Linked DNA regions of Mus musculus: regions 1, 2, 3, 4, 5 and 6 are each linked to region 7. Evidence: chromatin contacts called from public ChIA-PET and promoter capture Hi-C data. All regions are on one chromosome and are shown on one strand. Each heading gives the region's core, a stretch centred on a gene start, on an enhancer-like site or on the middle of the called end of the contact. The rest is flanking DNA. Distances are from core to core; before and after follow the strand shown. Region 1 holds the start of Oaz2 (ornithine decarboxylase antizyme 2). Region 2 holds the start of Dennd4a (DENN/MADD domain containing 4A). Region 3 holds the start of Plekho2 (pleckstrin homology domain containing, family O member 2). Region 4 holds the start of Rbpms2 (RNA binding protein with multiple splicing 2). Region 5 has its middle 12 kb from the start of Gm51712. Region 6 holds the start of Rab11a (RAB11A, member RAS oncogene family). Region 7 holds the start of Parp16 (poly (ADP-ribose) polymerase family, member 16).

The links. Promoter capture Hi-C pulls out the DNA fragments that hold promoters and counts their contacts. ChIA-PET counts read pairs in DNA pulled down with a chosen protein or histone mark.
Region 1: a promoter capture Hi-C map of pre-B cells shows a contact between it and region 7. The contact joins the promoter of Oaz2 here to the promoter of Parp16 in region 7. A contact is called at or near these places in 2 of 39 promoter capture datasets (erythroid cells and pre-B cells), 1 of 484 Hi-C or Micro-C datasets (natural killer cells) and 1 of 115 datasets of contacts at active chromatin or transcription factors (pro-B cells).
Region 2: a promoter capture Hi-C map of erythroid cells shows a contact between it and region 7, with 28 times the contacts expected there. The contact joins the promoter of Dennd4a here to the promoter of Parp16 in region 7. A contact is called at or near these places in 1 of 39 promoter capture datasets (erythroid cells), 2 of 484 Hi-C or Micro-C datasets (the G1E-ER4 cell line and Th1 cells), 3 of 115 datasets of contacts at active chromatin or transcription factors (effector CD8 T cells, embryonic stem cells and memory CD8 T cells) and 1 of 9 other capture datasets (adipose tissue).
Region 3: a contact with region 7 is called in a promoter capture Hi-C map of erythroid cells, with 31 times the contacts expected there. The contact joins the promoter of Plekho2 here to the promoter of Parp16 in region 7. A contact is called at or near these places in 9 of 39 promoter capture datasets (the C10 cell line, the HPC-7 cell line, embryonic stem cells and 4 more), 17 of 484 Hi-C or Micro-C datasets (B cells, CD4 T cells, CD8 T cells and 11 more), 15 of 115 datasets of contacts at active chromatin or transcription factors (the SCID.adh cell line, bone marrow-derived macrophages, effector CD8 T cells and 6 more) and 1 of 9 other capture datasets (embryonic stem cells).
Region 4: a promoter capture Hi-C map of embryonic stem cells shows a contact between it and region 7. The contact joins the promoter of Rbpms2 here to the promoter of Parp16 in region 7. A contact is called at or near these places in 2 of 39 promoter capture datasets (cranial neural crest and embryonic stem cells), 2 of 484 Hi-C or Micro-C datasets (CD8 T cells and embryonic stem cells) and 2 of 115 datasets of contacts at active chromatin or transcription factors (bone marrow-derived macrophages and embryonic stem cells).
Region 5: a contact with region 7 is called in an RNA polymerase II ChIA-PET map of effector CD8 T cells, with 12 read pairs. The contact joins the enhancer-like site here to the promoter of Parp16 in region 7. A contact is called at or near these places in 1 of 484 Hi-C or Micro-C datasets (muscle stem cells) and 4 of 115 datasets of contacts at active chromatin or transcription factors (effector CD8 T cells, embryonic stem cells, memory CD8 T cells and 1 more).
Region 6: a contact with region 7 is called in a promoter capture Hi-C map of erythroid cells, with 8 times the contacts expected there. The contact joins the promoter of Rab11a here to the promoter of Parp16 in region 7. A contact is called at or near these places in 5 of 39 promoter capture datasets (cranial neural crest, erythroid cells, frontonasal cranial neural crest and 2 more), 4 of 484 Hi-C or Micro-C datasets (CD4 T cells, embryonic stem cells and regulatory T cells) and 1 of 115 datasets of contacts at active chromatin or transcription factors (memory CD8 T cells).

The regions. Positions count from the first base shown.
Region 1 is chr9:65,675,195-65,678,114 of GRCm38.p6, reverse strand. It overlaps Oaz2 (ornithine decarboxylase antizyme 2), which reads right to left and starts at 1,567. Exons shown (of 5, transcript NM_010952.3): 1 at 1,350-1,567. The coding sequence starts at 1,369.
Region 2 is chr9:64,809,738-64,812,623 of GRCm38.p6, reverse strand. It overlaps Dennd4a (DENN/MADD domain containing 4A), which reads right to left and starts at 1,613. Exons shown (of 35, transcript NM_001162917.1): 1 at 1,604-1,613; 2 at 1,038-1,284. Gm36459 (a long non-coding RNA gene) reads left to right here and starts at 1,209. Exons shown (of 3, transcript XR_379559.2): 1 at 1,209-1,297; 2 at 1,522-1,678.
Region 3 is chr9:65,578,729-65,581,443 of GRCm38.p6, reverse strand. It overlaps Plekho2 (pleckstrin homology domain containing, family O member 2), which reads left to right and starts at 1,357. Exons shown (of 6, transcript NM_153119.3): 1 at 1,357-1,506. The coding sequence starts at 1,495.
Region 4 is chr9:65,628,973-65,631,946 of GRCm38.p6, reverse strand. Rbpms2 (RNA binding protein with multiple splicing 2) reads right to left here and starts at 1,365. Exons shown (of 8, transcript NM_028030.3): 1 at 1,050-1,365. The coding sequence starts at 1,118.
Region 5 is chr9:65,549,826-65,552,525 of GRCm38.p6, reverse strand. No RefSeq gene overlaps it. Among named protein-coding and RNA genes, the nearest start is that of Gm51712, 12 kb to the left of the region's middle. Within about 2 kb of position 1,290, at least 303 of the 459 cell types and tissues checked have an H3K27ac peak or open chromatin away from gene starts, as enhancers often do. A contact at or near this core is called in effector CD8 T cells, embryonic stem cells, memory CD8 T cells and 2 more, where this site is marked.
Region 6 is chr9:64,736,122-64,739,213 of GRCm38.p6, reverse strand. It overlaps Rab11a (RAB11A, member RAS oncogene family), which reads left to right and starts at 1,458. Exons shown (of 5, transcript NM_017382.5): 1 at 1,458-1,630. The coding sequence starts at 1,591. It overlaps n-TQctg9 (a tRNA gene), which reads right to left and starts at 1,168; the gene lies at 1,097-1,168.
Region 7 is chr9:65,212,979-65,216,092 of GRCm38.p6, reverse strand. It overlaps Parp16 (poly (ADP-ribose) polymerase family, member 16), which reads right to left and starts at 1,403. Exons shown (of 7, transcript NM_177460.4): 1 at 1,230-1,403; 2 at 461-744. The coding sequence starts at 634.

The DNA of each region.
Region 1 (2,920 bases), core at 318-2,817, 460 kb before region 7:
CACAAGAAAGATGACTTGTAGGACGAAGTCATCTGGTTTTGGAGGGATCCTGACAGTTTAAGGAAAGGATCTGCTTACTCAAGGTCAGAGGCTATAAAAAGTCCAATGTGAAGATAAAAGATCTAGTATGGGGACTGAATGGGTTTCAAAAAAGTTTTGGAGGGTTTAGCACCGAGCCTTACAGGGGAAGGCAAAGGAATCATTTCTGAATTGCTAATGAAAGCCAAGATAATACATAAGCAAGTGGCATTACAAATCCTGAGGGATCAGAAAATTCTGGAATAGCTTTGGAGAAGAGCGTCTGTCTGGGACAGAAATGTGGGATATCTGAGGACATGGAAAAAGGGAGGGTAACTAAAGGGATGACTTCTGCCTACTTTGGTTGAAAGTTAAGAAACCCACACCATTTCAAAAGAATAATGCATTTCAAATCCTGGGGGAAACAGGGATTGGGTCTTGAGGTAGGTAACTTCCAAAGGCCCAGGATCTGGTTTTGGAGGCCCTGGAGTGAAATTTAAAAGGGGGTAGCACTTAATGATCTTCCCAGGAAAGGGGAGAGACTAAGTTGGGCATTGTAATGATTTTAAAGAAGGGGGGGGGCGGTAAGATGAGTACCAACTGAGACTTTGTAGTGTTTAAAGGGTAAGAGTGTGTAGAAGAGTGTTGGCAACATCATTGGAAAAACAGGCTGGAGGGCAGGAATGGACTCCATAGTGTTAGAGAAATAAAGAGTGGGGGTTCCCAGACAGGAAAATGGGGCCTACCTGGAGAAGGGTGGGGAAGAGAGTGGGACTGCACATCCCAAGGAGGTGGGAAGAGGGGGAAAGGGTTGAGTTGAGAACTGCCGGACAGAGCTTGTCTTTGGGGACAGCCAGGCAGGGCTGAGAGGAGTCTGCCTGGGAAGCAATTTTCACTAGAGAATGGATTTAAAGCGATTAAGTGACTTGTGGAGGAGTAAGAAAGATTTAGGGAAGATAAGAACCAATTCGGGGAATCTGTGGGAGAAAGCCCACAGTATGGGGGACTGGGCACCGTCCCACTGGGCTTAAGAAAACGGAGCGACTGACTGGCTATGTCCAGGTTTTTTTTTTTTTTTGGGGGGGGGGGGCTCCGGGCGAGGAGAAAACCCGGATGAGGGGGATGGGCAGGGCTGGAGGAAGGGGGCTAAAGGACGGAAGGAGGCCCGATTTCAGGACTCGGGTGGCAGTGGCTGGGATGGCGAGAGGAACAGTGGGAGCGGATGGAGCCCCCTGGGGGCTGGGGGCAGGCTGCGGGGGTGGGGGGGGGTGCGAAGGCCTCTGGAGCTGCGGAGGGAGGATGGGGGCGGGGAGCCTGCGCCGGGCCGTTACCTGTCCTGGGTGTTTATCATCCTCGGTGGCTCTGCTCAGGGTGGGAGGAGGCGGCGCGGGGAGTGGGTAGGTGGACGAGTGGGTGGGTGTGGGGTCGCGCGCGCGGGCCGGTCTCTGTGGGCTAAGTCCCTGTCAGGCCGCGGGCCGAGTGCCCTCCTCTTGCCTCAGCGAGCGCCTGCCTCCAACTGACCCTCCCCGGCCGCCGCCGCGCAACCGCCCCGCCCCCAAGTACCTCATCTGCATAGCCCCACCCAGCGCCGCTTGGTGTCCTGGGAAACTGGGGCCCACAACAAAGGGCGAAGCACCGCCCCGCCTGGGCGCAGGCGTACTAAGGGCAAGCTATCATCTCGGGAAGAGGGGCGGTAGCCAGGGAGAAGAGGGGAAAGAGGTCTCTCTCGATGCCAGGAACTCAGGTTCTGCTTGGCTAAGGCCAGTCTTCATTTCTGCTTTTGTTCTTTCTTAATCATTTATGTATGTTTATTTTTTATACACATTGGTGTTTTGCCTGCATGTATCTCTATATGAGGATGTCAGATCCCCTGGCACAGGAGTTACAGACAGTGTGACCTGCCATGTAGAGGCTGGGAATTGAACCCAAGTCCTCTGAAGACCAACCGGTGCTCTTATCCGCTGAGCCCTCTCCACTCGTTCATGTCTGCCTTTTGTTTGTTTTTTGATACAGTCTTTGTAGCTCAGGCTAGCCTCAGACTCACTGGAAGATGACTTGGAAACCCCCATCCTCCTTCCTTTACTTCCTGTCCTGCCAAGTGCTGGAAATAGTGTGCCTCACCACACTGGGCACTTGCTGCTTTTGGTGTGTGGCCAAACCGAAACCGGAGAATAGTATTTGTAAACCCATGTCACTAAACAAAACAAAATCTGAAATAGAAGAATACTCCTCATAGAGTAGCACCATTTCCAGTGTGAATCTAATCCCACAGATCTTTTCCTTCAATTCATAGTACAATGACAGTGGCTTCCAGCCAATCGGTGCAAGCTGCTTCAATCGATCATGCAAGGCACCTAGTGCACTGCCACTGTCTTACCTGGCCCTCTAATCACAGAGGCCAGGCAGCAATGTACACACACCCCCAAATCCCAGCCACACTCACAGGAGAACCCTAGTTGTCAAACCTGTGCAGTCAACTTAGACTGCAGTCAGTAGAGACTGTGTAAGCCTTTATCTATCTTAGCACCCAGGAAGCAGGGGCAGGTGAGGCTCTGTGAGTTGAAGGCCAGCTTGTAGTACGCAGGCAACAAGTTCCAGGCTGCTTAGTGTAACATGGTGAGACCCTATCTTGGGGGTGGGGGAGGGAGGGGAGAGAGAGAGAGAGAGAGAGAGAGAGAGAGAGAGAGAGAGAGAGAGAGAGGTGGGGCAGAGGGAAAGGGAGAGGATGCACTCTCAGACCACAGTGGTCACCTCAAATCATCCGTTCATTTAGTCAAAGTTCAGTAAATAGCTACATACTATGTGCTTCTAGCATGGGCAGGAATCCAGGAAGCTTCCACAATGGGCCAGGCAATGTACCTACCTTGGATGTCACAATCTGTCCAGAGAGAGAGGCCATCAC
Region 2 (2,886 bases), core at 364-2,863, 400 kb after region 7:
AAACAGATTAAGGCTGTATATACACTAAAGATAATCTTGTGATAATGTAATATTGTTTATTTTACTTTTGGGCTACCCTTTTCATTCATATCTAACACACTTAAAAGAACAATATACTCACAGAGTGACACAATTCCTGCCCTCCCATGTCTCTCTGGCTGGCTGACACCCACTTTCCCCTCAGATAAATACAAGCCTGTTGACTGATGCCTGTCCTGTTTTGCAAACAAGAAATAACTGTCCTATAAGACAAATAAAAACCGTCTCTACCGCTCTGAGGCCAACCATTCGTCTGAAGGAAAAGCACACTGGAGCAGCAACATCCAAGTTTCCCTTTACGTCCTGTCATTTAAAAGCACCATAAAAGAGATGTCGCTGCGACCCAATTCTAGGTCACAAGCTTTTTTGCCCCTTCTCCCCCTGCCCCCTCCTTCGTCTTTCCCCTCTAGAAAGAGATAAACTTCAAAAGGAGTGGTGATGACCAAGAATTGCGCGCGCGTGTGCACAGACACACACACACACACACACACACACACACACACACACACACACACACACACTGGTCAACTTGGACGCTGGCCGGGCTCACGTGGAACCTGAGCCCCAGCCGGGCCCCGGCATCTGGACTGAACAGCCGCGGGAAAGCAGCCCCCGCCGCGGGTTTGAAACCCAGAGCAGGTGGGATTCCGGGAAGCAACCTTACGTAACGAGCTTGTCAAAATCCCAGCTTCAGGACCTCCCCACCGTCCGCCCCCGCCCCATCACCCCAACAACAACAGCCCCAGGCCAGCACCAAATGGCCAGTCCGGAGGGACCCCCCCGGTGTCCCGCGCTCGTTCCCACACGGAGGCGCGCGAACGCCATCGACAGCATCTCGCCATCCTCCGGGACGGCCAGAGCCCCTCCTAGCAGCTGCCCGCGCCTAGCGGCCCTCCAAGTCCTATCACCCGGCTCGGCGTCCCCCTGCCAGTCACCTCCTCAGGGCCGTGACAGCTCCCTATGCCACCGATGCCCACGCCGCCGCCCCCGCCACTCACCTCCCCGCCGGCCCCCGCGCGAGCACCGGGAAGAGCCTGAGATGCAGAGTCTGATCCCCTCATGCGCGGCGGGCGGGACACGAGGGGGCTGAATGTCGCGGCGCTTGCAGCCAGCTTAGCTCATCTCCCGGCCCGGCGCTCCGCCCAGCCGTCTCAGTCAGACGGGACTCCCCCTCCCCGCGCGGTCGCCAAAGCCTCCGCCTCCTTCCTCAGCACCAGCCGCCGAACCCGCCGCGGCCGGCGCCATCTTGGGAGTGACGGTAAAGACATGGGGGCGGGGACTATGGCAACAAAAACCAATCACAGGCCGAATCTGACCCGAGGGGCAGGAATGGGCCGAGCTAGGGGGTGGGTCGTGGGGGGAGGGGACTAACAAGGGTCCCGCAAGTGGGCGGGCCGCTGGGTGGGGCTGTGGGCGGGGTGGGGCCGGGCTGGCTGGTGACGGCGAGTGTAGCTGGGGAAACGCGTCGTGGTTCCCCTTCAGGTTGGGAGATTCCGAGCCCCTGGCGAGTAAGAACAAGGCGCACTGTACCTTCCTCTTTCACAAGCATCCAGCTATGGCCAACAGACCTGCTTCTTCCTTCCCGGCACTGCTGCTTGGTGCAGTGGTCTGAGCTGAGATCCGCCCACCAAAGTCACTGGTATTCTGCAGAAAACCCCCTAAGCGGTTAGCAACCACCAGTAGCTTTCAGTCCCGAGACAGAGGTCAGGGAAAAGGGGGAATTCAGAGGGGTTCTCTGAAAAGCGCGTTGATAAAACAGCTATTGTTGATTGAAAGGGTGTCCATTACATTGATTAATTGGATATGGCCTACTTAAACTAGACTGCAGGTCTACTGTTAATGGCTATTGGCAAGATGCCTTTGAAAAATGTGGATAATAAAGGTTGATTACCTCTACAGAGTTACTCAGAAATGTAAAGTGTATGCCTAAAAAGTATTGAATAATGTTAGCTGGAATTCTATGAACAAATGAAGGAAGAAATAGGACCTTTTAAAAAAAAATTCCTCTAGGTTGAAGTTAATCTATGCAAAACAGGCTTCATCTTTATTGCCAACCGAGATTACAGTTTTATTTTATACCTCCACTCCTTCTCTTGGACTCATTCATCCAGACAATATTGTTGGAAAACCCAGCAGGGCTGACACACAACAGTCAGGGAACCAGAAAAGGTCTGCTTTGAGGGAGTTGAGGTCTAGTGGGAGAAGCTCAACAACAACAACAACAACAACAACAACCAAATATATTTAATGCTTGGAGAAGAAACATAAAAGTTCTAGGAAGAATTCTAGGTAGCAGATAACAGGGTGGTTTTTGAAACCAGAGTGATCAAGGCTGTGCCTCTCTGAAGTGCAGGAAGAAGCCAGTAATGGAAGAAAGGCCCCAGAGAATTGAGTAAAGCAAAAAGATCATGCAGAGAACCTGCAATAGGGAGGAGCTTGGCTTTTAGAACTGCGAGGAATCTGTGTTGATGAGAAATGTATTTTGCCTGGAGAAGCCTTCCATTAGATTAGAGAGGGAGTTGAGAGCTCCGTTGTATAGGGCCTAGAAATACAAGACTATCCTTAATTCTAACTGCAGGCCGAAGCCACTGAATGGCAAGTAGGGAACAAAGCAGCTGGGAACAGTGAGTGGTACTTGAAGAATGGCATCTATATTTATATTCTAGACAACATATGGACCAGAGAACCTGATTGAGAGGGTTTGTTTTTTTTTTTTTAAATCTAAGTTTGAGTCTCTTCAACACTGAGTTCACCAAATATAGTTCAAATTGTTTAAAAAATGTGTGGGCATCACATTATATTGTGTAGATAAAAATACACTAATTTCACTGAAAATTATTAAATAAT
Region 3 (2,715 bases), core at 108-2,607, 370 kb before region 7:
TATTTTATGTATATGAGTGTTTTTTCTGCAGTTATGTCTGTGCACCACTTACATCCCTGGTACACGAGGAAGCCAGAAGAGAACCTCGGATCGTCTGGAACTGGAGTTCCAGACAGTTGTGAGCCACGATGTGGGTGCTGAGAATCAAAGCCAGGTCCTCTGGAAGAGCAGCAAGTGTTCCTAACCAATAGGTCATCTCACAACCCCTCTCCACCCTTTAGGTGTAAGGACCAGTTCCAGGCACGAGGGGCAGTGTGTTCCATCCTCTTTCACGTTGAACTGAAAAGGACCTGAGCCCAAAGGCCAGCAGAGGGCAGTGAAAGAGAAGTTTGGTCAACTGATGTAGCTGAGGTTAGGTCACCCAGAGTCAAAACAGATCATCATTAATCTATCCCACAAGCACAAAATTCTGGGTGCTGTAGCATGCAGCACACCTGACTAGGAAAGATAGTGTGTGTGTGTGTGTGTGTGTGTGTGTGTGTGCGCGCGCGCGCGGGATGCTGGAGGTTTGGCTGTGACAGTCACTCTCCGAGCCTGTTTCTTCAAAATAAAAATAAAAGTACATGGTAGAACTTAAAGGGTTTCTTCACTCTCTAGCAACGTGGTCAGGTCAGGGCCGAAGGGAGTTAGGGTGATGGAGTCGGCTCACAACATGAGAACCAGAAAGGGGTTGAACGAGGGAAAGGAGAGCACAGAGTTTGGGATTTCAGAGACCCTCTATTAAGGAACCGAGTCCAAACTTGATTCTGGTCATAAATTCCAAGCTCATGGCCGGCCCCACCCTGAAGTTCCACAGACCGAAGACCATAGCCACTACTTCAAATTGGGGGAAGAAAGGGGACGAGCCTCTTTGTGTACTCATTTCTGAACTGCCCTGGCAGCTGGATCCAGTCCCCCGCAACCCAGGCCCACTGGGTTAGGCAACCTCAAAGGCATCAGCTACCCACTGCCTCCCGGGCTTGCTTGGTCAGCCGCGCCCCCGCCCCGCCCCGCCCCGCCCCCGCCCTGCCCCACCCCGCCAGCATCCCTCGCCTCCGCCTCTGGGCCGGAAGCCCCCTCCCCCTCCGTATCCCCCACCTCCCTAGCCTCTACCCCCTCCCAGTCCTTCTCCCTGCTTTGGTCCGGGAAACCTCTCTCCGCCCTCTTCCTGCTACTTCAGCTCCGCCTAGGTTCTTCCGTCCATTCCCGGAGCTGAAGACAGGCCCCGCCCAGGATCCGCCCTGGCCCCGCCCCTGAACCCCCCACCCGGCCATGCTCCTCACCCAGCTGCGGGCGGGGGCTTGGAGGCCGCTGTATCCCTCCCTGGCCCCGCCCCCAGCCCCCGGAAGCCCCTCCCCGGCTCCAGCCCCGCCCCCCGAAGTTTCTTGGGCCCCGGGCGCCCGGCGGGACAGAAGACAGCAAGCCGCCGCCCGGCTGCGCGTAGATGGAGCAAGCGGAGCCCGCGCAACGCGGGCAGCAGTAAGCGGCGAAGCCGCCGGACCTTGCAAACTCGCCATGGAGGAGGAGGTGAGGGCGAGGGCTGGGCCAGACGGAACAAGAGTGCTGGGCTCGGGTGCTGCCCGTCCTACTTCCACGGGTCTTTCTGCACAGTCCTTCCCTTCAAGCAGAACCTGGACCAATGGGGTAGGGGCGGGATGGAGGTCTCGTCTGCATCCCGCCGACAGCATCCTCAGTTATGTTTTGGGCGTTTCTTACCAACTGGAAACAGTGCCTGTCATGGTTCCCATTGGATTGATGGGGAGACTGAGGCTCTGGAGAGTTGGGTGACTTGCTGAAAGTAGACAGGGTTGCTGTGCTTGAATCCCGTTACACCCTTTCTTGGCTTTCTTTGCCTGCCTCAGCCAGGTCTGCTTCTGAGGTGTGTGTTAGGGGAGGGAAGTTCTTCAGGGTCCTGGGTCACTGTTTTCAAGAAATCTGAGATTGTAACGGAGCCTGATGGCAGGAACGAAGAAATTGCTTTTGTCTTCCTTGTGTAAATATCTCAGAGTTCCCAGTGCTCTTGAGCTGTGTCTATCAGAGGATGTTAGTTGAAGGGTCAGGTCAACTGAGTCTCCCGGTAGCAAGGACTGGATCAGCAACGTCCCTTGGGCCTCCTCTGCCCTCTGCATACAAACTAGATTTTGGCCACATTCTCGTTATCCAAGTATTCAGTATACAGCAGTCACTTATTGCACGAGTAAGAAGACATTCTTATCCCTTGAAGGGCGGGGAAGAAGATGAAGCCTTCCCTCCTGTAGCCACCCAGGCCAGCTGGGGAGCCTTCAGTGAGCTCAGCCATCCGTATTCCTGTCAGTGAGCACTTGCGTATTTCCTGGAGTCACTGCAAGGCTGGCTGTTCCCTCTAGGCTAGACCCCGAGTTTCTGTGAGGTGGTAGATAAGTCACTTCCCCTCTCAGCCCGGGTTTCCTCTTCTATGAAACACAGGGCCTACCCTCCTCCGCTAGACCTAACTGTGGTCCCTGCACTCAGAGTGGGTACAGGTAGGGGTCAAAGTCAGGCCACTATGTTTTGCTGTGGTTTCTTTCCTTGCTGTCATGGCGGCTGCCTGCCCTCGGTTCCACTCCTGCAATGGCTGTGCTCTCTGTCCAAAGCCCCTCCCCGTGCTCCCAGAGGATGTGGGTCAGAATTACTCCATCTCCTGATCTGCTTTGGTCCCCAGTTAAAGGAAGTTCTCCTGGGGCTTCCTGGGCTCAGCAAAGTCAGCCCTGTTCTCCC
Region 4 (2,974 bases), core at 116-2,615, 420 kb before region 7:
GCCCAACAGTGGGTCATTCTGCACCAACTCATTAGCACAACCAGTAAGAAACATCAGGGCCTCTGCGGTTTCTACCCCAGACCAAGGGGAAGGGCCCTAGGGCTGGATAACTGGCCCTTGGTTTCCTGGGCAAAAGTATGCCAGGGCGGGGCAGGAAGGGTCTCTCAGCCCTGGAGTGACACAGCATACGTTAAAGAGCTCCCTAGGAGCCTAGAACCCATAGTAGTTGAGCCGGCCTGCCTAGTTTCCACTCGAAGTTACCTTAAAGGTTTTTTATCCCCCACAAGTACGTCGTCCTCACCAGGCGATAAAACCACGAGCAGTGATGATTCCTTGACGCGGTCTCATAACCTCTTTTTCTGCATAGGGCAGCTGGACAAGATTATGTCACCTCTCCTTGGAAGATCCCACCCTGGCCAGTGTGGGGTACTGGCTTGGCTACTAGGTCAAAGGGCGAGAACAGGGGATACTCAAGGCTTCTAACTTCTCTCTTTTCCGACTTTAATTAAATTGCCGGCTCAACTCTCTGAAGAAGCCCAAGTTCTGAGACAGGGCGAAAAGCCCGCCTGCCCACTGAGACCACAGCTCTAACCTAAGCGCAGGGCAGCCGGCCAGGCCTCCAAGGTCACGGGGAGGGGGCGAGGTGGAAAGGCTGGAGGGTGAGCCAGCTTCCCGCACCCACCGGGATAATCCCTCTCAGCTCCTTACAGTCGGGGCGGAGGTCCAGGCCACCCAGGAGGCGCGCCTCAGGCGAAGCGTAAGCCCCACCGGGCTTGGGGAAGGAGGGCAGCGGGAGTAGGACCTCCGCGGCGCCCCGAGCCCACCACGGGGACGCGCGCCCTCCTCGAGCCCCGGAGGGCGGGGAGACAATGCCGGCCCCGCCGGGCTAGTTCAGGCCGCACGCCTCCGCCCGCTGGACATGGGCTGCTCCTCCCCAGGGCGAAGGGCAGCGGAGGGAAGGCGCCAGGAGCGGTGGCCCGCAGGACCTCGCGCCGCCCGCGGCCCCGCGTGCACCTCACGCGCGCCGGCTCCCGCGGCCGCACACCCACCTCCTCCTCCAGCGGGCTGCCGGTGCCCGCGCCCGTGCAGTGCTCGACGTCCGGCTTCAGGTTGCTCATGGTGAGGGGGGACGCGGAGAGGGAAGCGGGACGCTCTGTCCCGTGGTGGGCAGGGGCACGGCGAGCCGTGCGCCCCCGAGGAGAGTGCGAGCTGGTGAGGAAAGCGGCTGCTGCCGCGTCAGGCTACGGAGAAAGGAAAGGGGGGGGGGATCACATTAAGTTTGGCGGGTGCGGGAGGCGGCCGGAGGGGCAAGGCACCGGGAACCCGAGGGAGCGGAGCCCGTGCGGCCACCGCCTCCGGCTTTTCAGGGCGGCCCGCGAGTGCGCTCGCGGCGGCGGGGGGCGGGCGCCGGAGGAGGGGGCGGGCGCCGGAACCGGCCTCAGCTGGGGCCCGGCCCGCCCCTCCCCCGCCCCGCCCCCGCCCCGCGCGCGGTCTCCGGGGGAACGCGCAGCCAATCCCCGCAGCCCAGTGCGGGCTCGCCCCGGCCCCGGCCCGGTCCCCAGCCCCGGCCCGGGCCGCGACGCTCCGGCCTTTCTGCCTTCCTTGGCTCCGGCGTTTTCCCGACTCCGCTTCCTTGGTCGACCCCCACCCCCTTCTCCCTTTCTCTCCCCGACTCGGCTCCCTTGCACCCCACCGTTCCCTTCTCCCAGACAAGTTTTTTAAACTTTGATGAACTCTCTCAGAGAACTTTTCTTAAAGGAGCCGCGCGGGCTTGGGTGGAGCTTGAGGTGACCCGCACGTTGCATCCCCAGCCAGGGCGAGGGCGGCGGCGGCGGCAGCGGGGCTCCCGGTTTCATGCCCAGATGTGGAGGTGTAGGCTGTCGCGAGCACATCGTTCGCCCCGAATTCCTGTCGGGTCCGGGCCAGCGGTTCTCTTCGCGCGAAGCAGCCGGGGACCGGGTTTTGGGGGTGAAGGCGAGGAAGGGGTAGGGCGGCAAACACCTGATCTTGAGCAAGTCACCGAGAGTTTTTTTTTTTTTTTTTTTTTTGGCTGAGTGACCTTGAGGAAATCACTTCCCCTATCTGGCCAGAGGATTCCAGCCCAGTTGGTGGGGATTAGAATACAAATTCTTTCCTCACTCTCACAACCTCCGTCACCTCAAAAGAGGAGGTGAAGGAAGCCCAATCCTTTTTAACTTCAGGAAGGGGGGGTACCTCGACTAACCTAGAAGGTTCCGTTCGTTACCTCCACCCCGCTTTTAAGACTTCTCACGGCTCGTTCTTTTTCCGCTCCAATTCCGAACCCCAGGGTGGGGGAGGGAAGAGCCGGCTGACGCCTAGGGCGGGGTCGCCTAGACTCCCACCCAGTGGTGGCGGGGGGGGGGGGGGGGGGCGGCCTCAGGGCCGGATTTTCCCCCAGGCCGAATAAATGCTGACCAGGACGTCTCCTGCCAGCAGCCTGTAAAAAACCGGCACCTACCTGAAGTCGCACTGGAAGAGTAGCGGCCCTGACTGCCCTGCGGAGCCGCCAGAGCACTGGGGTTCTTTCGTGCGCCCCTGCCCATGGGTTCCTTTATGTGCACTGAGACATCCCAGCCGCAGTCCCCGATAATCCTTGAGCAGCCATAGCTGAGAGGAGAGCGGATTGGGCTCGGCTCAGGTGTCTCCCGGTGGGATCTACTGCCCCGACTCAAAGCACGGAACTTAAGTCTTGGTAGCGGGATTCGGGGCGTGAGGCCGCGCTCAGAGGCGGTCCAGGTGAAAAAAAGTCTTGGTTTGCAGCCCCCTTACCAGTTAGGAACCTTGACCTTGGGCATTGGCTTAGTCCCTGGGGACTTCCCTGTGCGGACCTGCCAAATAGAGTTAGCTCCATCATGCGTGAGAGCTGTGCTGTGACTCCCTGATAACTTGTCATCTCACGGATAAGTAAATGGAGGTTTTGCCAATGATATGTTCACCCATTTGGGAAGTAATT
Region 5 (2,700 bases), core at 41-2,540, 340 kb before region 7:
CTGTCTTCCTCTGTGAGTCTACTGGATAGACTCTGTGGCCAACATAACAGGAAGCACCTGACCTTGGATGCATGAACTGTGGCCGTGACCCTTGTGAATTTCCCTGCCACCAGCCTGGCATGTGACAGCTACATTTATAGGAGAGGAGTCTCCTTACTCTGTTTAACCCTGACCCAGGAACTAGCTTACTGGGATGTGTTGGTGGCCAACAACGGACTAAGGAAGGATGTGGTAAGAACTTTCTTTCCCTCTGGTCTTGGGGCTGGAGGCCCGTGCAGAAAAGCTGAGCCTTTCTGTAGAACACTTCTGCAGTCACCTCGGGCGTCTGAAGGCTTGTGGGTAGTTTGGCAAACCATGACTTGGTTGCTTTCACATAGAGCTCAGCAACAAGACAAGGTCTTGGTGTACAGGGGCGGTCTTCTTGTCCCCTCTCCATGTCTACTCATGTTTGGGCTCTGGAAGCAGGTGGATCTCTGAGTTCGAGGACAGCCAGCACTGTACAAACTCTGTCTCAAAAAAATCCAAAAGACAAAACAAACAAACAAACAAACAAACAAAATCCCACAATTCTGGAGGAAACAGGGTCTAAAGGGAAAACAACAACAACGATGACGACAAAACAAACAAACACAAACAAATTCAGCTTTGGAAGTGAATGTACCTGGATTCAACCCCCAGGAATGGGCAGAGGACCTAGTTCAACTACACAGAGCTTGCCCAGCATAAATGAAGCCCTCATTTCATCCCTGGCACTGAATAAAACCCAGCCAGGTGGTAGAGACAGGGACCAGGAAAAACTGCCTTGGTTCACGGCAGAGCCTCCTGTGTGTGATGTGGACTGATTCTGTGGGGAGCTGTGTCTCCTGTGGAGTGCTTAATAAGGCCAGCACTGTAGCCTCATAGAATACCTATGTTTGCTGAGTCTACTGAGTTGTTCTTGTCATAGAAACCTCAGGAGAAAGACAGCATTCAACCAACTTCACAGCCTAGTACATTAAGAATCTGCCTAGGAGGCCAGAGTTACTATTAGGGCCAGGGGCTATGACTCCCTGGCAGGTCCTAGCCAGAGCCCACAACTGAGGGCTTCCTTTTAGCTCCCTAGAGAGTCTGTGCTTCAGGTAGATGTTCAGCCCAGACATTTGGGCTTGGGCCATCCCCATTTTCCACATCTGGAGGATGCCCTAAGGCCCTGCCTGGCTCTTCACCAGCAGGCCACGGGCAGGGTGTGCTTCGGGCTCTGGCTCGTAGGGCCTTCCCTTATAAGGGCAACAACTTAGCTGTGATGAAAACTCATGGTCTCCCAGCTGGGTGGGCGGGGGAAGGGAAATGACTGAGGCTCCAAGGGCTACAGCTGTGAGCCCTGAGCCTCTGCAGGAACCCACCCACAAGCCTCTCTGCTCCCCATCCTGTGTCAGCTCAGAGTGGGGCTTTCCAGAAAGTCCCACTGGTTGGACTGGGGAGGAGAGGGAGGTCTAGGCGAGGCTGGGAGTGGGAGGGAGATTGGCTAAGAAGGGAACAGACTAAACCGAAGTGAAGTAACAGGACCTCTCTGGAAGCTGAAAGCTGGGGGTCTGGACACTGAAAGGCTGCAGCCCACGGATGCTTAAGCTGGCTAAGGCCTCTGAATGCCTGGAGAAGGAATCAGGGTGGCTCCTAGGCAGGGAAGGGGTGGGCACTGGTCAGTTAGTTGACAGTGTCCCCCTGTATTGCTCCTGAAGTTCATGTCCCCACTGTCCAGCTGAGAAACCAATCATGGCATCACAGGATATGTAGATTGATAAGCATCTTTGAGACCGTCCAGTCTCAATCACCAGTTTTAGATGAGGAAGTAACAGCTCAGAGGGAGGATCCAAACCTGCTTATCTGTTTTGCTAAAAATGTGTGTGGTATGTGTGTATATTTGGCTTTTCTTTGGTTTCTTATTAAAAATTCCTTTTAAAGAAATCACAAACCAGAACAGGGTGTGGTGGCACATTCCTGTAATCCCAGTGCTTGGGAGGTAGAGGCACGAGGCTCAGGAGTATAATGTCACCCTCAGCTATCTGTCGAGTTTGAGGCCAGCTAAGGCAACATGAAACCCTGTCTCAAAAAAAAAAAAAAAAAAAAAAAGAACAGAAAAGAAAAATCATCTGCAACTCTGTTAGGGGTGTGAGTCAGTGGGGATGTAAAAGACTCTGGGTTTGAACCCCAGCACACACACACACACACACACACACACCCCAGAAAAGAAAGAAGAGATCCCAGCTTGATAGCTGCACAGACACAAAAGGCTCTTCCACGCTCAGTTCTAGTTAGGTGTGAGATTGGTGTTTCCTTGGAGACCACATCTGGGGTGGGGGTGGGGGGTGTCAACATTGGCATGAGGCCACATTCCAAGGGAGAACCGTGTCGCTGGCATCACTTCACCAGCTTCGAGGCTTAGGCTGGCTGCTTAGCCCCTCAGAGTCTTTCCCATCTCTCAGGAAGGAATTGTTGATGATCATTTTGATAGGGCACCTAGTCCAGAGCCTGTCATATAGGAAGGATTTAGTAAGTAGGTGATGCCAGCACCAACAGATACATAGACACCAAGTACAAGAAAACGGGGTCCTCTGGCATGTGGCTCCCTGACTGACACTCAGGAGACAGGAAACACGCTGAGGCAAGCTCTTCATTATTAGATGGTCAAGTCCTATATAGTAGGGCAGATGTCTCTGGTTG
Region 6 (3,092 bases), core at 209-2,708, 480 kb after region 7:
AGTTTCTACTCACCAAGTAGGAGCCGCCCTGTGATCTTGGATTCCTCAGAAACTCTAGTCCTCTCTGAGGCACTCCCAGACATGTTCTTGGCCACACCTTTCTTTCTGAGACCCTCACTTCCTCTTAAGTATATAGCTTAGAATCTATATTAAAAATCTCTTCTAATAAAGTCTGATTGTCTCACATATTGGTTCATCCTGAAATGTTTTGCTGCAGCAAAGTCAAGAATCAGTTTTTCTCCGAATCCAGGTCCCTAATAGATAAGGGAACTCCTCAGACTTGCTGGTGGCTGTCTGGAAGAACATCTCGTCCCTGCTGACAATCCTCCTTCCAACTTTGGAAAGACCTTAAGGACAACCCTGAGCTTATTCAGATAATAAAAAAATAACATCTCTGCTTAAGGTCAGTTGATTAGCAATTTGAATTCCATCTGTAGGCTGAATGACAAACATCTGTTTCCCAGGAATTATTAGATGACTATGCCTCTGTGTGGACGGAGGTGGAGGTGGGAAGGGGCAGAGGAGGACAGCAGGGCCAGCCTGAGCTATATTCTGGGGTACAGAGGGGGAGTGAAACCACCTCAAACAACAAGAACAAAATTATTAGGAGATGCTGTGGCAAATTTCTTGAGTCTTAACACTGATATTTGCTAACATGGGAATTGCCATTCTTCTTGTGTTAAAATTTATTTAATCGGGCTTAGCTCGAAGGCCAGAAAATAGGACTCAAGATCTTGAATCTTTATGAGAAAGGGTGGGCGAAGTTCTCTTAATGACATCTGGAGATAGTGCAATAGATTTGTGGAGAGATTGAGTGGGTGAGGAGTGCCTATCCTTAACTGAAGCTGAGGGTATAAAATTCCAGCAAAAGGAATCAAGTAACAAACTTTCTCCAAGGCTAAGAAAAACCAAAGAGTTCAATAGGTCTCCATGAAGATCAGATACTACTGAATTGACAAGATTGATTAGTGTAGTCTTCATAGGTAAAGGCTACCTGTGGTTCAATCCAAGAGCAGATATAACAAGGTTATTCTATTATTCAATATGAGCTAAAGAATACAATCAATATGAGTTAAAAGTATGAAGAAAAGGGAGCAGGTTCCACCGAGATTTGAACTCGGATCGCTGGATTCAGAGTCCAGAGTGCTAACCATTACACCATGGAACCAGCACGGAGGCAGCAGTGCCTTCGGGTCTCTAATGCTGACAAAACTCCGCCCCCAACCGGAAGCCAGATACTAAAAGATTTACACTTCGCTTCTCTGAATGATTGGGGAGAAGAACAAGCCAAAGGCTCCAAGGACCATTTTAGGATTGTTTTTCCTGTATGCCTTCCCAAAGCCGGGTGAGAATGTGGTGTCCACTCCTGCGCATTCCACCCTGCCTAGCTTATGGGCGGGGTGCCATCTCTCCGGAAGTACTTTCTGCGAGGGGCTGGGGCCTTCCGGAAGTGACGCATACAGGGCGGGGCTCGTCACCGGGTCCGGCAGCTGAAGCTCCTCGCTCGCTCGGGTTACCCCTGCAGCGACGCCCCCTGGTCCCGCCGCCGTTGCCACCGCCGCTCCCGCCCCTCAGCTCCTCGGCCGCGCCATGGGCACCCGCGACGACGAGTACGACTACCTCTTTAAAGGTGAGGCCGTGGGCCAGCGAGAGCCCATTTGGGGCCCGAGACACTCCCGGGGGACCCGCGCAGGGCCAGCCCTGCCCTGGTCGGAGTCCGCCTCGGCGCTTCCTTCCTGCCGCCCCGTCGGGGGTCCCGCCGCTCGTCCGGGTTCCCGCGCCCTTGGGAGGCCTGACGAGCCGCGGCGCCCCTCTCTGTATGTCCTCCCCGATGGCTGCGTCCCTCACGGCCGTGCAGTTCCTTCCCTGGGCGTCTCGAGCCCCTCCTCTTGGATGCTGCTGCTCGTCTCACGTCCCCCCTCTGACAGGCCCCTGCCTGGGCTGAGCACCCATATCGGGACACCCACTGGCTCGGGGGGCGGGGGTGTTGCTTTTTCTCTTTTCTGTTCGTTTCCCTTTTCTTCCCTTCCCTCCTCGTGAGCCTTTTCCTGGGCTTCGGCCAGATTCGCCCGTCCCCGGGCCCCCACCCCCATCCCCGCAGACCTCGAGGTCAGTACCCGCGGACTGTCCCCTCCCTCCCCACAGACGGGCAACTAATGTTTAGCACTCCGGAGCGACCTGGCTGGTGGGAGGGAGAGAAGGGGAGGGCAAGAGGGGCTGTCCATCACTCCTGGCGTTCATGCACTTGTCGCAGTGTCCAGGCAAGCAGATGACTTCCCACCTCGCGTTTTTCTTTTTTTTTTTTTTTCCCCCCCTTTTCATCTCTGTCCCTGCCTAGCTACAACCAGACCGGGATAACTCCTTTTACTTGGCTTTCGAGAAGGGGCTGCGGATGGGTGGTGGCTGTTATCCCTGCCAGACCTGAAGGCCCAGTTCCCGAACAGGAAAGGTTGTGCGCTGCACAAATACTAGCGAGCTTATCACTGTGGACTGGTTGCTTCCTGCTGCAATACTGGGAGGATCCGACAGGAAGGGAAGAACCCTGGTTGGTCACATACCTTTCCCAAACAGTGAGAGAGGGTTATAGTGCTAGCGTGCCCTTTTAGTGAAATCAAGAATTTATTACAGGATGGGGGGAAATGTGGAGCCGGTGGACAGAACAGGGAAGAATGTAAATAGAGACTTGCTTATGGGTTGAGTCCGCGAAGAAGCTGAAGTGAAAGGATACAGTTCTCAGTGACGAGAGAGTACAGTGAACGCTTTTTTTGTTCATGAATGCGCTCTCACTTTCGTAGCCTTGCTCTGCTCCTGAATTAGAAGGGCAGCCATCAGTAATTTGTTGAACAAAGATCATTGCCAGTGAGGAAGAAGCCCTTGCTTTTAAAGCTTTTCTGGGGAGGGTGGAGTTTCAAGAGTGTTAAGCATGGTGAGTGTTCCTGGCTTTGCCATTGGGTGCTAAGAGTGATTGGACTAAGTGAAGAAGCAGGAAACATTTCCAAATTCTTTACAAGTCTTGACATATTAGCTGCTAGTACACCCTTATCAAAAGTTACTCCGAATATTCTATTTATAGAGTAAGTACCTTCAGTGTT
Region 7 (3,114 bases), core at 154-2,653:
CAGCACTCCGAATTATAAATCATCAGAAAGTAACAACGCCTATGTGCACTGCGTGGCAGTTTATATAAGTACTGTTAATATGTAACTTCATCTGAAGGGCAAAGTCTAACTAGTTGCAGAGGGAGGGACAACTTCTTATCTAGGCAGAACAGCTGGTTCAGATCAACGCCCCTTTAGGGCCACACTAGAGCGTTTTGTGGAGGACTATGTAGCTATTCCATCACTCCTGGGATTAAGTCACTGACAAAAGGAAGCAGCCACCGAATGACCTGGCAGTGTGTCTGCACGAGGGTGTTTAGGAGTGTTCTTGCTGATGGGAACCTTCCCCAAGGCCAGGCTGGGTGGGAAGTCCAGGGAATTGGCGTGTTTTCTAACACGGGTGGAGCTGCTCCTGCCTGCCGTTCCACAGGGCCACTTGGCCCAGGATGCAGCGAGCAACGGTGGATCAGGACGGACTCACCAGGGCCTCGAAGTCCTTACAGTCGTGGCGGGCGTAGGAGGCGGGGAAGGGCCGCAGCACCGAGTCCCGCTTGTAGCTCTGCAGCGCCGAGGCGAAGAGGCTGCAGCGGAGGTCCGCAGCCAGCACGTCGCGGCTCGCTGCCTCCCTGGCTGCTGCCCTGTTGGAGAGCTGCATCCCGGGCTCGTAGCGCGTGGCCGGGAGGAGACAAGGAGGGGCAGCGCGGGGCCTGGGCCCGGGGGACCGTAGACCGTCTGCTGCCAGGTTTTCCAGCCCGGGGGGTGGAGCTAGGCAAAGGGGTGACAAATTGACATTGGTGAGAACGCGCCGGCGAGCGTCCTCTGCAGGACACTGGGCACGGTCGCTCAGTGCGGGGAAACACGGGATCTGGGAGAGTCGCCTCTCGGGTCCCGCCAGTCCCGGAGTCCCCGGTATGGAGTTGTCGCTATTGCACCCGGCGTGGGTAGTACCCCGGGGACCCGGCCGATCAGTCCTGGCCGCCCCACACTGCCAGCAGCCACCGCCTACCTCCCCGCCCGCCGCTCTCACGCCGCTCCGCCCACCCGGCCCAGGCCCGCCCCTTCCCGCGCCCTTGCTCAGCTCGCGCCCGCCCACAGGTCCCGGAGGATCCCAGCTGCCCCGGGTGCTGGGCAAAGGTGCCCAATGCGGCTGCTAGTCATCCTCGCCACCGCCCCAAGTGGAAACCGCCCCGGGACCCGCCCCGGGGAATTGTCTTTGTCCTGGCTCCACGGGTTGAGCCAGCCTCGCTCACCTTGGGAATTGCCACCTGTTGAATAAATCGGTTTCCTCTGGAGCTGACACGTTGCACACAAGAAGCCACTTGATACCCAGGGAAAACTGAAGGTCGGAGTGACACAATACTTTCTCAAGACACTGTAGCCGACCCAAAGACCTTCCTCTCTACCTTACAGCCTCCGCAATTCTCTGAATTGCTCAAATGTCTGACCTCAGATTTCCCAGGATCCTCCTCCTTCGAAGGCCTCTAACAGGAAGTCGGGAAAACAGGCACTGGGAGAACAATGACCTAACCCTGCCGAAGGGAAAAGACCGGACCCCAAGATGACTCAGCAACTGGTCGAGTAAAGGCACTTGCTGTCCGTCCTCACGACCTGAGTTCTATCCCAGGATCCCATATGTTAGGAGCTAAGTGACTCTAGCAATTTGTCCTATGACTTCCACACCTGCACCAAGGCTCAAGTGTGCCCACATGTGAACGTATACACAAAATAAATAAATGTAGGGCTGGTGAGATGGCTCAGCGGGTAAGAGCACTGACTGCTCTTCTGAATGTCCTGAGTTCAAATCCCAGCAACCACATGGTGGTTCACAACCACTGGTAATGAGATCTGACTCCCTCTTCTAATTCGTTTGAAGACAGCTACAGTGCACTTATGTATAATAAATAAATCTTTGGGCCGGAACAAGCAGGGACTGAGCGAGCAGGGTTGACCAGAGCAAGCAGTGGTCCTAAATAAAAATTCAATTCCCAACAGCCACATGAAGGCTCACAACCATCTGTACAGCTACAGTGTACTCACATACATAAAATAAATACATTAAAAAATTAAAATAAAGGCAGGAGGATTTCTGAGTTCGAGGCCAGCCTGGTCTACAAAGTGAGTTCCAGGACAGCCAGGACTATACAGAGAAACCCTGTCTTGAAAAACCAAAATAAATAAATAAAATAAAATAAAAAATGTAAGAACAGATTCCCTTTACCTCTTCTTCTTCAAGACCTCACTAGAAAAAAAGCACTTGGCCTTCTGGTCACATAGAAATCTAAGACCAGTGCTGAATTGTTAGACTAAAAGTCCCCTTTAAAGACCCCACACGTGCTGAGAGGTGGTGGCTCACGCCTTTAGTCCCAGCACACCAGAAGCAAAGGCAGGCATATCTCTGAGTTCAAGTCCAGCCTGGTCTACAGATCAAATCCCAGGACAGCAAGGGCTACACAGAGAAACCCTGTCTCAAAAAAAACAAAAACAAACCCCAAAACAAAACTTTACAAAAACAAAAACAAAAACAACCATTAATTAGATAAATAAACATACACACACACTGGCTCTGCTCTCTGAGAAATCACCCCCTTCTTGGGCATCCGAATGGGACCTGGCCCTGTGCTCCTCAGACTTCGGGAGGGAAGACAGGCAGAACTATATTCTCAGACCCTAGAGAGCTTCCCAGGCCAAACAATGATGCAAACCACCCCCAGGAGTCCAAATGGTAATGGTTGTTGTAAGGCCTGGGCTGATTTGGAATCACCAAAATGTCTGAGAGCCTATGACCTCAAATAAAACCCCTCCAGCACCCCAAGTCCTGGGGCCCCTAGGGCCCCATGGAGCATCTGGAACCCTAAGGTACCTGCTGCATGTCTGAGGCATATCGCATGACCCTCACTCTGAGAAAACCTTCTCACCACCTCTCCTGCCACATAAGTATAATAAATGTACTTTTAAAGAATATTAATGAGATGGAGAGATGATGGCTCAGTGGTTAAGAACACTGACTCATAAATGAGGAAAATACCTAATTAAAAAAAAATACCGTTTAAAAAACAAAAACAAAAACAAAAAAAAAAAACCCACTGACTCTTCTTCCAGAGGTCCTGAGTTCAACTCCCAGCAACCACATGGTGG